3 separate regions of the Sus scrofa genome follow, and regions 1 and 3 are each linked to region 2. A link is a contact called in public Hi-C data. All regions are on one chromosome and are shown on one strand. Each heading gives the region's core, a stretch centred on a gene start, on an enhancer-like site or on the middle of the called end of the contact. The rest is flanking DNA. Distances are from core to core; before and after follow the strand shown.

Region 1 (3,464 bases), core at 154-2,653, 140 kb after region 2:
TTGCAGTTACCAGCGAATCACAGAGGGCCTTAAATTACACACAGAAGATTTTGCGTTTATCATTCCATACCATTAGGCCGACCACCCTGCAAAAAGTTAAGTGACACGATCAGAACTGTGTTGACAGTCCTTGTTGACAGCACTTCCTGAAATCAGCCGTGCCGACAGGCGTCTCCGTTATGTGACCGTCAGAAGAGGCTAAGGAACACCCCCCAAAAGCTCAGGGGCTTATAAGAACAAAGATTTCTCTCTCATTTATAGTACATCGATTAGCTGCAACCCTGTTGAAGCTTGTTTGTTTTTTTTTTGTTTTGACCTGGGACCCAGAATGATGGAACAATCTCTATCTAGAAAATCACCAATTATTGTCATGGAGGAAAAAAGAGAGTAGGGAAAATAAGAACTGGCCCTTTTGAAAATGATTTTTATTTTTTCCACCATAGTCGACTTACAGTGTCTGCCAAGTACTGGCTCTTAAATGGTCTGCCTGGAAGACATTTCCTGCTTGCATGCCATTGGCCAGAGCAAATTCACATGCTCCAACTTGACGCCACAGGGTGGAGAGGACAGCAAATATTTTTGAATAATAACAATACAATCTACCAGTAAATTTCCCTTTTGCTTAGGCGAACTTAGGTCATGTTTTCCGTCACTCGCAACCCACAGAACCTTAACTGAGAAAACCCCTTGAAAGAATCAAATTAGATATTTTATATAAATTAGTCAACCCATGGTAAACATGATTATAGATGGGAGCTACGGTTTCCAAGTGCGTGAACACAGTCAACTGAGAATTCTACTTTTTCTAGAATTTTCTCTATTTCTTTATTCACTATCTCGCTGACATTTGAGTTCTTTTACTGTGGCACACACTGTACTTAGTACTGGGGACAGAAACTGCACATTACATTTACAGTTTTGTTCTCCAGGTGATTTTTTAAAATAAATTTATTTATTTATTTACTTACTTATTTATTTATTGCTCTTTAGGGCTGCACCTGCGGCATAGGGAGGTTCCCAGGCTAGGGGTCGAATCAGAGCTGTAGCCACCGGCCTGTGCCACAGCCACAGCCGCAGCCACGCCAGATCTGAGCAGTGTCTGTGACCTACACCGCAATTCACGGCCACACCGGATCCTTAACCCACTGAGTGGGGCCAGGGATTGAACCTGCGTCCTCATGGATGCTAGTCTGTTCGCTAACTGCTGAGCCATGACGGCAACTCCCAGAGTAATTCTTTTAAAGTTAAAGATCATATCACTTCTCTGCTCAAAAGTCTCCAAATGCTCCACTTCACCCTTCATCCCAGATATGAACATGACTCATTTCACTCATTTCCTTTCCCAGGCCCTTGGCTCTCTGCTCAAATGTCACTTCATCAGAGAGCCCTTCCCTGATATCTTATCAAAAACGCTAATTCTTTCTGTCCCTATCCTCTGTTCCTTTACTGTTTTATTTTTCTTCATGTGGCCACTTGACATTTTACTGTTTATTTGCATGTAAACAGGAGAATGAATACAAGCATCACGAGGATTTTGCACTTTCAGTGCCAAAAACAGTCTAGAAGAGGCATGCTGATGCTTTTACTAAGTACTCTAGGCATTATTCCAACACAATATTATCTATTAAATTATGTTAGATTTGCTGTATTACTGTCCACATTTCATTGGCATGGTAGCGGAGGCACAGAATCGTTAAGTATCTTGCTCAGAGTCGCACAGCTTGTAAACGGCTTAGCTAGGATGCAAATCCAGACGCTTTTCTTTTGGGGTCCCTCTGCTCCTTAGCACTTGCCGGCTTACGTTTGATTCCGAAAGCGGTTCGTGGGGAGGCGTCGGGATGACGAGTGCCGGGGCAGTGCTGGGGACAGAGGGCGGGGAGCGAGCTGGACCCCAGCGCGCTTTCAGCAAGGGCGCGGTTCACTTAGCCTGGTGTTTTCCGGAAAGTCAGCGCACATCCGTCTGACTTGCTGGCCGAGCGGGCAGGAGCGCAAGGACTCGGGCAGGCGGCTGTGTGCGGGAGCGCGATGTATTTCTGCTGGAGCGGGGACCGCCCCAGGTCGCAGAACCCGGGGCCGGCGGGCCCGGGAGGCGACGCGCTGCTGCAGGCGGCCAGCGGGGAGCGGCACTCTCTGCTGCTGCTGAGCAACGGCGCGGTCCAGTCGTGCGGGGACAACAGCCACGGCCAGCTGGGCCGGAAGGGCGTGCAGCGCGGGGAGCGACCAGGTGAGCGCCGGGACGCAGGTGCGGGGCGCGGGGTCAGGCAGGTGGCGGGGCTGGGAGCCTTGGGTCCGCCTGGCCATAGGAGCCGGGAGAACGGTGCTCCGCGCAGCCAGAGCGCAACTCACCAGTTTCGTTTTCCCGAGGAGCCTCGGGTTTGTTTCGGTTTCTAGTAGTTTTATTTTCAAAAGGAAACTGAAAGCCAAACTAAATTGGACTGCCTGCCTCTGAGCAAAGTTGCCTTTCGAGACCAGTCCTTACCTGCGCGAATCTATCTGAACAGAGTAACTTTCCAAACGTGCTTTGTGCTTTGGGCACCTGTAACTCCCTCAGAATTACTGTAGGGCCTCTTTTTTCCCTAAAATTAATGTACCTAATAGTAGTTAACATATGTATTATGTAAATATATGTGGTAGCGATTTTACTATCATTGTAGAAAAATAGGGAAAGAAATCGCTAATCATTGCAGTTCCCGTCCCGGCTCAGTGGTTACAACCCCCCCACTAGGATCCAAGAGGATGCAGGTTCCATCACTTAGTGGACTAAGCATCTGGAGTTGCCAGTGATGTGTGGTGTAGGCTGCAGACGCTGCTGGGATCCTGCATTGCTGTGGCTGTGGTGTAGGCTGGCAGTTGCAGCTCTGATTCAACCCCTAGCCTGGGAACTTCCATATGCAGAAGGTGCGGCCCTGAAAAGCAAAAACAAACAAACAACAACAACAAACAAAAAGAGAAATCACTAACAACAACAACAAAAAGAGAAATCACTAATAATTCTAACACCAGAAGACAACTCCTAATATTTTGATGCATTTCTATTTTGCCCTTTTTTATTATATTTTTGATTTTTATAAAATCTTGTCATTATACAGTTTTATATATGCAGAGCTTATATAACTGTAAGTTGCTTTTTCACGAAACATAATATCATGAACATATTTACCTTTTTTTTTTTTTTTTTGGTCTTTTTGCCCTTTCTAGGGCCGTTCTCTTGGCATATGGAGGTTCCCAGGCTAGGGGTCTAATTGGAGCTGTAGCCGCCGGCTTACGCCACAGCCACAGCAACACAGGATCTGAGCCACATCTGCAGTCTATACCACAGCTCACGGCAACACTGGATCCTTAACCTACTGAGCAAGGCCAGGGATCAAACCCGCAACCTCATGGTTCCTAGTCGGATTCGCTAACCACTGAGCCATAATGGGAACTCCCATGTTTACCTTTTATTATGAATTTTTTGAAAATAA
Region 2 (3,483 bases), core at 474-2,973:
GGGAACCTCCATATGCTGCGGGAAGCAGCCCTAGAAATGGCAAAAAGACAAAAATAATAATAATAATAATATAAAGAATACAACTCAAGTACAGCCAAATAGAAGAGATACATAGGGCCAGGATGGAAGAAGTGGCTTGGAATTCCATGCCCTCTCTGGGGACACCACCCTCTCAGCACCCTGACGTGTTCAACCCTGAAACTCTCTGAACTCCATCATTTAGAGGGTTTTATGGAGGTTCCATTATGTAAGGCATGATTGATTATATATTTGGTCACTGCTGATGAACCCAACTTCTAGTCCTCTCCCCTCCCTGGAGGTTGGGGGGTGAGGCTGAAAGTTCAACCTTCCAATCATATGGTTGGTTTCTCAGGCAACCAACCCCCATCCTCAGATTCTCCAGGTGCCTAGAAGCTGATGGTCTGTTTTCAAGAGTGACATGTGAAATACAGTAAGAAATATATATTTGGTCTTTGTCCTCGGTTCCTGACACAGCTTCTAAAACTCTTGTAATGTCTTGAGTGACAGGAGCATCTTTTGTTATTTACAACCATCCCCTTTCAACCATACTCGAGCTTATGATAATAAGATGACTCCTGAATCTTGTACCCATTTGAGATGATAAACTTTTTGTCATAACACTTCATGATGTATGTAAATCAAACCACTATGCTGTAAACCTCAGACATACAGTGCTAGATGTCAGTAATATCTCAATAAAACTAGAAGAAGAAAAAAAAATAGCCGTTTTCTTTCTTTTTTTGCGGGGGGGGGGGGGGGGAGCGGGGGCCTGCCTCTGTGGCATATGGAAGTTCCCAGGCTAGGGGTCAAATCACAGTTGCAGCTGCCACCCTACGCCACAGCCACAGCAACGCCAGATCTGAGCTGCATCTGCAACCTGCATCACAGCTCAAGGCAACGTCAGATCCTTAACTCACTTAGTGAGGAGGGGGATCAGACACAGCTCCTCATGGACACCAGGTCAGGTTCCTAACCTGCTGAGGCACAACAGGAACTCCCCACCCCCGCCAAAAAAAACAGCCATCTTTACTATCTGTATTTTAATCTCCTCAGCGTGTAAATCATGTCTAAAAGAAGAAATAAAACAAGCATAGGAATAATTATCACATAATATAGAAGATAAAAGAGGCAGAAAAGAACTATGGGAATTCAAAGAACAGTATTAGACCACTTTCAAATGACCAAGACATATTACTTATTCTGAGGAATAAAGCAATTCTCTTGAGGATATAGTCAAACCAGGATTGCACTGAGGGGAAAAACAGGATAGACAATACAAATCACTAGGGAACTGGGTGGAGGAGAAAGTCCTTCTTGATCTCCAAGATAAAAGCCAGCTGGGTCACTTCTCCTTCTACTCTGTGTCATGATTTGAGGGAATGAGAGCCTTTGGCGTAGAGCTAGATCATAATTAACCTGGCTGTGCTCTATTGTGCCAGGCAGCGTGTGAGCTCGTGTCCCGGTTTGCAGAGGAAGAGCCCAGCTTAAACGTATTGCTCCAAGTATCTTTTAATTGTGCTCCTCTCATCCTCCGAAGTAAAGACGGTTGCCCCCGCTTGAGATGAAAAACAGAAACAATCCTTTGCCAGAGGCTGGTGCCCTCTTGTGACGAGAGTACGAAAAGCCATTCTAGAAACAAGAGTCTTCCTTCAGGTTCCACTGGGGAATTTCACGTCGCTTATTCTGAGAGAAGAAACCGCCGCAAGATGCGAACATCCCAAGTGGATCATCTACCAACTGGCCTCCTCATCTCCGCGTGGCATCAGACTGGATCGCCGACTGCTCTTCATGGGTGCTGCTTTCTGCGGACTCCAGGACCTCTTCTCCCGTTTATCAGTAGCTGGCACACTGTCACTCTCTCTAACTCTCCCCCGTCTCACTTCTTGTGAGTTCACTATACACACAGGTTATTTTTCCAGCCCACTGGCTTCTGCCAACCTTGAACTTCTCCCCTCTGATCTTCCTGTTCTTCGCTCTGCCTCAGCTATGCCCTCCCAGCTCATGCCACAGACGCTGTCATCACCCATCTCATCTCATGGACCTTGCTCTCTGACCCCCTTTTCCCATCTTTCCACCTCGCTACCTCTGGGAATCCAACTCCCACAACCCCCGCCCCAAAGCCCTATAACCATTACCTTGACTAATAGTTCACTATGCCCTGTCCCCTACTGCTTCCTTTCATCTCCATATCAGCTGAAATTCCATGATCATTTCTTATGCTAACACCCTTGCAAACACTTTCAACTCCCTTGCCCCTCTTCTGCATTGCCACTTGCTGGGCAAAACCAGAATCTCTAGTTAAATTCAAATCTCCCCTACTCTGCGCCTACATCCTTGCAGCTGAATGTGGGTGGAGAAAAACACATAAAAACAATTATGGTAAAAAATCAGATATCTGATTTTTTAAATTCATGATCAGAAATCTTTTTTGTGTGTGTGTGTGTTTTAGGGCCACATTCGAGGCATGTGGAGGTTCCCAGGCTAGGGGTCGAATCGGAGCTACAGCTACCAGCCTAGATCACAGCCACAGCAATGTGGGATCCAAGCCACATCTGCAATCTACACCACGGCTCACAGTAATGCTGGATCCTGAACCCACTGAGCAAGGCCAGGGGTCAAACCTGTGACCTCATGGATGCTAGTCAGGTTTGTTAACCACTGAGCCATGACGGGAAGTCCATGATCTCAAATCTTAATGCTGGGAGCCCAAGCGGTGCCTCGCAGCTCACACTATGTTTCCCTAGCCCATTCACTTCTCTATTTTCCTATTTCAACAAGTCCTGGTTTCTTCTGTCTCCTCACCTATAGTCATTCTCAGCTGGTAACCTTATTTCCTGTTTAACTAAGAAAAGAGAAGTAGGAGTGACATCAGAAACATGGTAGAGTGAAAAACAACATTTGTCTCTTCCCTTCAATCTACAACCAATAAAACACCCACGACTCAACAAAGGTGCCTCTGCCCAACACAACAGGACACCAGAGGATGCCACATATTTGCACACCTAAAGCTGAGTAGGCTGGAAACAGAGGCATAACTGAGGGAACAGAAGGGTCATGCCTGCAATCCCGTCTTCTGATTGTGGCAGCAGAGCCCACAGCTTCAGAGAACTGAGTAGCAGGACAGGACCTGACACATGTGACTCCAGCCTCCCAACAGCACTGGTACCCATGGCCACAGGTAACTGGGCAGCAGTGACAGTGGTACCTGTGACCCTGTTTCTCTAGCTGCTGAAGCTCCCAAGACCCACCTCCATCCGCGGTGGCAGAGCCCCCAAACCTTATACCACACATGGCAGAGATGCCTGTGGGACCCTGGCTCCCCCTACACTGTTCCCCTCCCCCCACTGCAAAGCCTGTGTCTCAGGGATCCTGGACGCAAGGAAAGAGCCCACCATCCGAGGAACAATGGCTCCGGCAGAAGCAAGGCAGCAATCACCCCGGAGCAACAAGAAGCGACAATGA
Region 3 (3,883 bases), core at 1,218-3,717, 230 kb before region 2:
TGGCCTACCGTGCTCCCTAAGGGAGAGCGGGCAGCCGGAGGACGCGGAGCATCGGGCTCCCTGGCGAAGAGGGTCTATTCCGGGAGGTGGTGGGCGGTGAAGTTGGAGGCCGTGTTGAAACTCCCAAGTGTCAAGACGAGGTGCCTGATCTGAATCTGACACTCGGTAGCAAACCAGCTTTGTTGCACATTGAGCTTCATTTCTTTCGTTTATGAGCCAGAGAGCGGAGGGGCGGGGGTTATCGGGGAAGAAGGGTGCAGGAAGCGGGAGCATCCGCCGGGATGGTGAGCGGGGGTGCAGGGTCCCTTGCGAGCTCGCCCGGCTCCTTCTGTCTTCCAGTGACCTACGGGATGATGAGCTCCAGTGTGTACTACTACACCCGGATCATGTCGCAGCTCTTCCTGGACACCCCCGTGTCCAGAACGGAGAAAACCAACTTTAAAACGCTTTCTTCAGTGGAAGACTTCTGGAAGGTATTTGCAAGTGACTTCTGTATCCCTGAAACTTGTTCATTGGCCTTTGTAAATTCAGTTCAGCGGTATCTCCAGGTCCTGGTTCTACTCACTTAACATGGGGGCAGATGCTCTGGTGAGTTGTTGGTGCTTCCAGCGAGAACCCGGCAGGTGCTTTGTTTCATAGCTTACCTTATTTAACCTCCACTGTCACTTAATCAGGTGAGTACCAATATTCTGCCCCAGGTTGTAAATGAAGAAGTTAAGATGCAGAGTGCCTACCATGCCTAAAGAATAAGGAAAATGGACTTTTAGCCTGACAGATACGCCCTCACCCTAGTTTATCCTGCATTCAGTCACTCATGGCCCAATAAATGTTTGTCACGTAACTCCTAGGATGTAAGGTCCATGAGGGCAGAATATGGTTGTTTTGTCTTGCTTTGTTTCTGTCTCTTTGTTGATGGTGGCATGTACCCAAGAGCAGTACCTGATGCAAGGCAGGCACATTCTTTCAAAGACCTCTAATGTAAAATTCAGCCCAGTCCCTTTCCAAATTGTCACAAATGCCAACAGAATAATAGAGAAACGGCAGTGAGAGATACCATAGGAGAAATATTCAGCTGATCGGGGAGATAGGCTCAGAATCTAAAAAAATGGGGAGAGAAGCTGGAAATGATTGCTTCTTCCTGGGGAAATTCCTTCTGAAATTTTTATTAAACCCTGAGGTCAGAGCTGTTGTTTTTAAAGTCCGAGGAACTGGATTACAAGAACCTCAATATACCAACGAATGCCTGAAAATACTTGGCATCCAAAACCACACTTGCAGAATATGAATTTTTCCCACCCCAAGGGGACAGATCACTATTGATCATCTCATCAGGATGAAGCGCTGAGAAACAGCTGGGTCTGTTTTCCCCCTTAGACCAATGAAGGAGAGACTTCTCCCACCCACACGGCTCCGTGATAGCGTGCCACGCTGTGTAAATGGAGGGGCAGAGGGGATAGAGCATTCACCGTGGGAAAAAATAGTCCAGACAGTGGAAAGATCCAGCAGGAGTTCCTGTTGAGGCGCAGCAGAAACGAATTTGACCAGCAATCCATGAGGATGTAGGTTCCATCTCTGGCTTCACTCAGGGAGTTAAGGCTCTGGCTTTGCGGTGAGCTGTGGTGTAGGTGGCGGGCGCATCTCGGATCCGGTGTTGCTCTGGCATAGGCCGGCAGCTGCAGTTCCGATTCATCCTCTAGCCTGGGAACTTCCATGTGCCACAGATGCAGCCCTAAAAAGACCACACACACACACACACACACACAAATCCACCAGATAGCAGATGGGTCATCAAAACTATATAGTCTTTTCTTCTCTAATGGTCGCGAGCCATGACTGTGAGGGCTGCTGTTTTAATGAGGGAAGGTGAAATTGATCATGGTTATGGATTTATGCAAACGGCACCCTCTCCCCAGCCTTTAGAACCAGACTGAAAATCAGAGTTACCATTTATGAAGCCCCCACACTGTGTCAGGAGTAACAACCCTACAAAGGATAGACACTGCAGATGCTCAGGGCCTCCCAGCTACCAAGACAATGACGGGGCAGGATCCACCCACACCTCTGACAGCAAGACCCACCCTTGTCATGCTACCAGGTTCACGCAGTTGCTGAGCTCTTGGTGACACAGACCTTCCAGGAAGGAGCAAGGCGGCCTCTGAGCTGGGAGCCTCTCAAAAATGTTTCCTTTGCTTTTAGTTCGCAGAAGGCGCCTTGTTGGACGGGCTCTACTGGAAGACACAGCCCAGCAACGGAACGGAAGCCCATAACCGAAGCTTCATCTACTACGAGAACCTTCTGTTAGGGGTTCCTCGTATACGGCAGCTGAGAGTCAGAAATGGATCCTGTTCCATCCCCCAGGACTTGAGAGATGAGATTAAAGAGTGCTACGACGTCTACTCCGTCAGCAGTGAGGACAGGGCTCCATTTGGTCCAAGAAATGGAACCGCGTAAGTGTCGGTGGCTCTGGCCGCGGGCCCTGGCCTCTCAGAGATGCTCCGACCTTTCATTCTCCAGCCCCTTCCCCAGGGAGGAGATGCTGCCAGTGCTTATTGTTAAGGCTCTGGCCAAACGTCAGTGTCCCAGGTTTTCTACACCGTCTACCCCCTTTCAGCTTCTGCGTACGTATTTTGCAAAAGGCTAAATCATTGCCTCTGTGACCCGTAGGAAAGAAGCTTCTTGAGCTTTCGAAGGTTTGAAGGTTTACGAGGCCTCCATCCTGTTTCTATAGATGCAGTCACATGGTTCGCTAGGTTGTCACTGGAAAAGTTTCTGGGACAGAAATTCTTTTTTATCGGCGCTTAGAAAGAAATTTTGTGTTCAGAGTCCAGTTATTTAAAGTGTATGGTAAGCGTGTGAGGCAGGCGTCACTGTCTGGTTTAACGTCTGTCCTCAGACGTGTGTTTGTGATTTTTGAGCGCGCATCTGCATTGTGCGTGTTGGCAGGCATTTGGGCTGCTCTTTGGTAACCATACTTAAAACATCTTGTGTGTGAAGGAAGACAGTCATTATTTCTGGAGTGACTATAGTTATTATAAAAAAATGAGACCATCTCTCAGGCTGTCCCAAGGAGGACCTTTCAGGCACCTGTCCCGAAGGAGTCACTGTGGTTAGAACTGTCTTTTAAGCTTGGCTGAGCCAGTTCTTTCACCTCTAGATCCCTTTCTCGGGAACTGAGACATGGGAATCCAGATTGGTGAACACACGGTGGGGGGCAAACCCTTTTTCTGATTCAGATTCTTTGCCTGCCATCCAGGACACACCCTTTTTAGTACGCAGCCCTATAAGAAACAAACTTCGTAAACATCAGAAGGTTTAGAGTAAAGAAGCTGAGTCTCAAAAGACGTTTTTTCCAGGTCATGATAGTGATTTTGGTCTCTTGTGCTCCTTTTTCTAGTTTCAGCAAAGCAGTAGCTTGCGCTTATCTCTTAGCGTGTCACCAAAAAGAGATTTATGCAGCCTCTGCGCCCTGCCGGATGCTATTTAAGAACTGAATCTCCTCTACTTTTCATAAAACAACTGTGAAAGGGATCTCAGCTCCGTGTTATAGATGAAAAACAGAGGCTCACTTACCCAAAGTGTCACTGCTAGAAAAGCGAACCAGGCTGGGATGTAACCCGCCTGACTCCAAAACCCCTATTTCTTCTATGTTACTTCTTCCATATGAATTATGTCGCTGGGGTGGCTGCTTCTGCCCTCCGCTTCCCATCAGAATTCAGGATTCTCGAGGGCGGGGACCCTGCTTTGTTCACTGCTGTATTTCTGAGGCTTCGAACAATGCCTGGAACATCCACTATCTGTTGGATGCACAGTGAGTAAGTGATTCCTTCTGCAGGCTGGGCTGCAAAAGGGATTCTTCCAGTGTGTATCTAAAGCATCCCTGGTC

Evidence for each region. Hi-C and Micro-C count contacts between places; a contact is called where the count stands out from the background.
Region 1: a contact with region 2 is called in a Hi-C map of retroperitoneal adipose tissue, with 5 times the contacts expected there. The contact joins the promoter of HERC6 here to the enhancer-like site in region 2. A contact is called at or near these places in 5 of 5 promoter capture datasets (fetal liver, fetal skeletal muscle, liver and 1 more), 31 of 47 Hi-C or Micro-C datasets (adipose tissue, alveolar macrophages, blood and 15 more) and 2 of 2 datasets of contacts at active chromatin or transcription factors (alveolar macrophages and skeletal muscle).
Region 3: a contact with region 2 is called in a Hi-C map of retroperitoneal adipose tissue, with 2.1 times the contacts expected there. The contact joins two enhancer-like sites. A contact is called at or near these places in 1 of 5 promoter capture datasets (liver), 11 of 47 Hi-C or Micro-C datasets (alveolar macrophages, blood, embryonic fibroblasts and 4 more) and 2 of 2 datasets of contacts at active chromatin or transcription factors (alveolar macrophages and skeletal muscle).

What each region holds. Positions count from the first base shown.
Region 1 is chr8:130,663,530-130,666,993 of Sscrofa11.1, reverse strand. HERC6 (probable E3 ubiquitin-protein ligase HERC6) reads left to right here and starts at 1,403. Exons shown (of 22, transcript XM_021100765.1): 1 at 1,403-2,224. The coding sequence starts at 2,026.
Region 2 is chr8:130,805,016-130,808,498 of Sscrofa11.1, reverse strand. No RefSeq gene overlaps it. Among named protein-coding and RNA genes, the nearest start is that of ABCG2, 47 kb to the left of the region's middle. Within about 2 kb of position 1,723, at least 13 of the 83 cell types and tissues checked have an H3K27ac peak or open chromatin away from gene starts, as enhancers often do. A contact at or near this core is called in adipose tissue, alveolar macrophages, retroperitoneal adipose tissue and 1 more, where this site is marked.
Region 3 is chr8:131,035,630-131,039,512 of Sscrofa11.1, reverse strand. It overlaps PKD2 (polycystin 2, transient receptor potential cation channel), which reads left to right. Exons shown (of 15, transcript NM_001245979.1): 3 at 340-473; 4 at 2,197-2,447. Among named protein-coding and RNA genes, the nearest start is that of PKD2, 21 kb to the left of the region's middle. Within about 2 kb of position 2,467, at least 2 of the 83 cell types and tissues checked have an H3K27ac peak or open chromatin away from gene starts, as enhancers often do. A contact at or near this core is called in retroperitoneal adipose tissue, where this site is marked.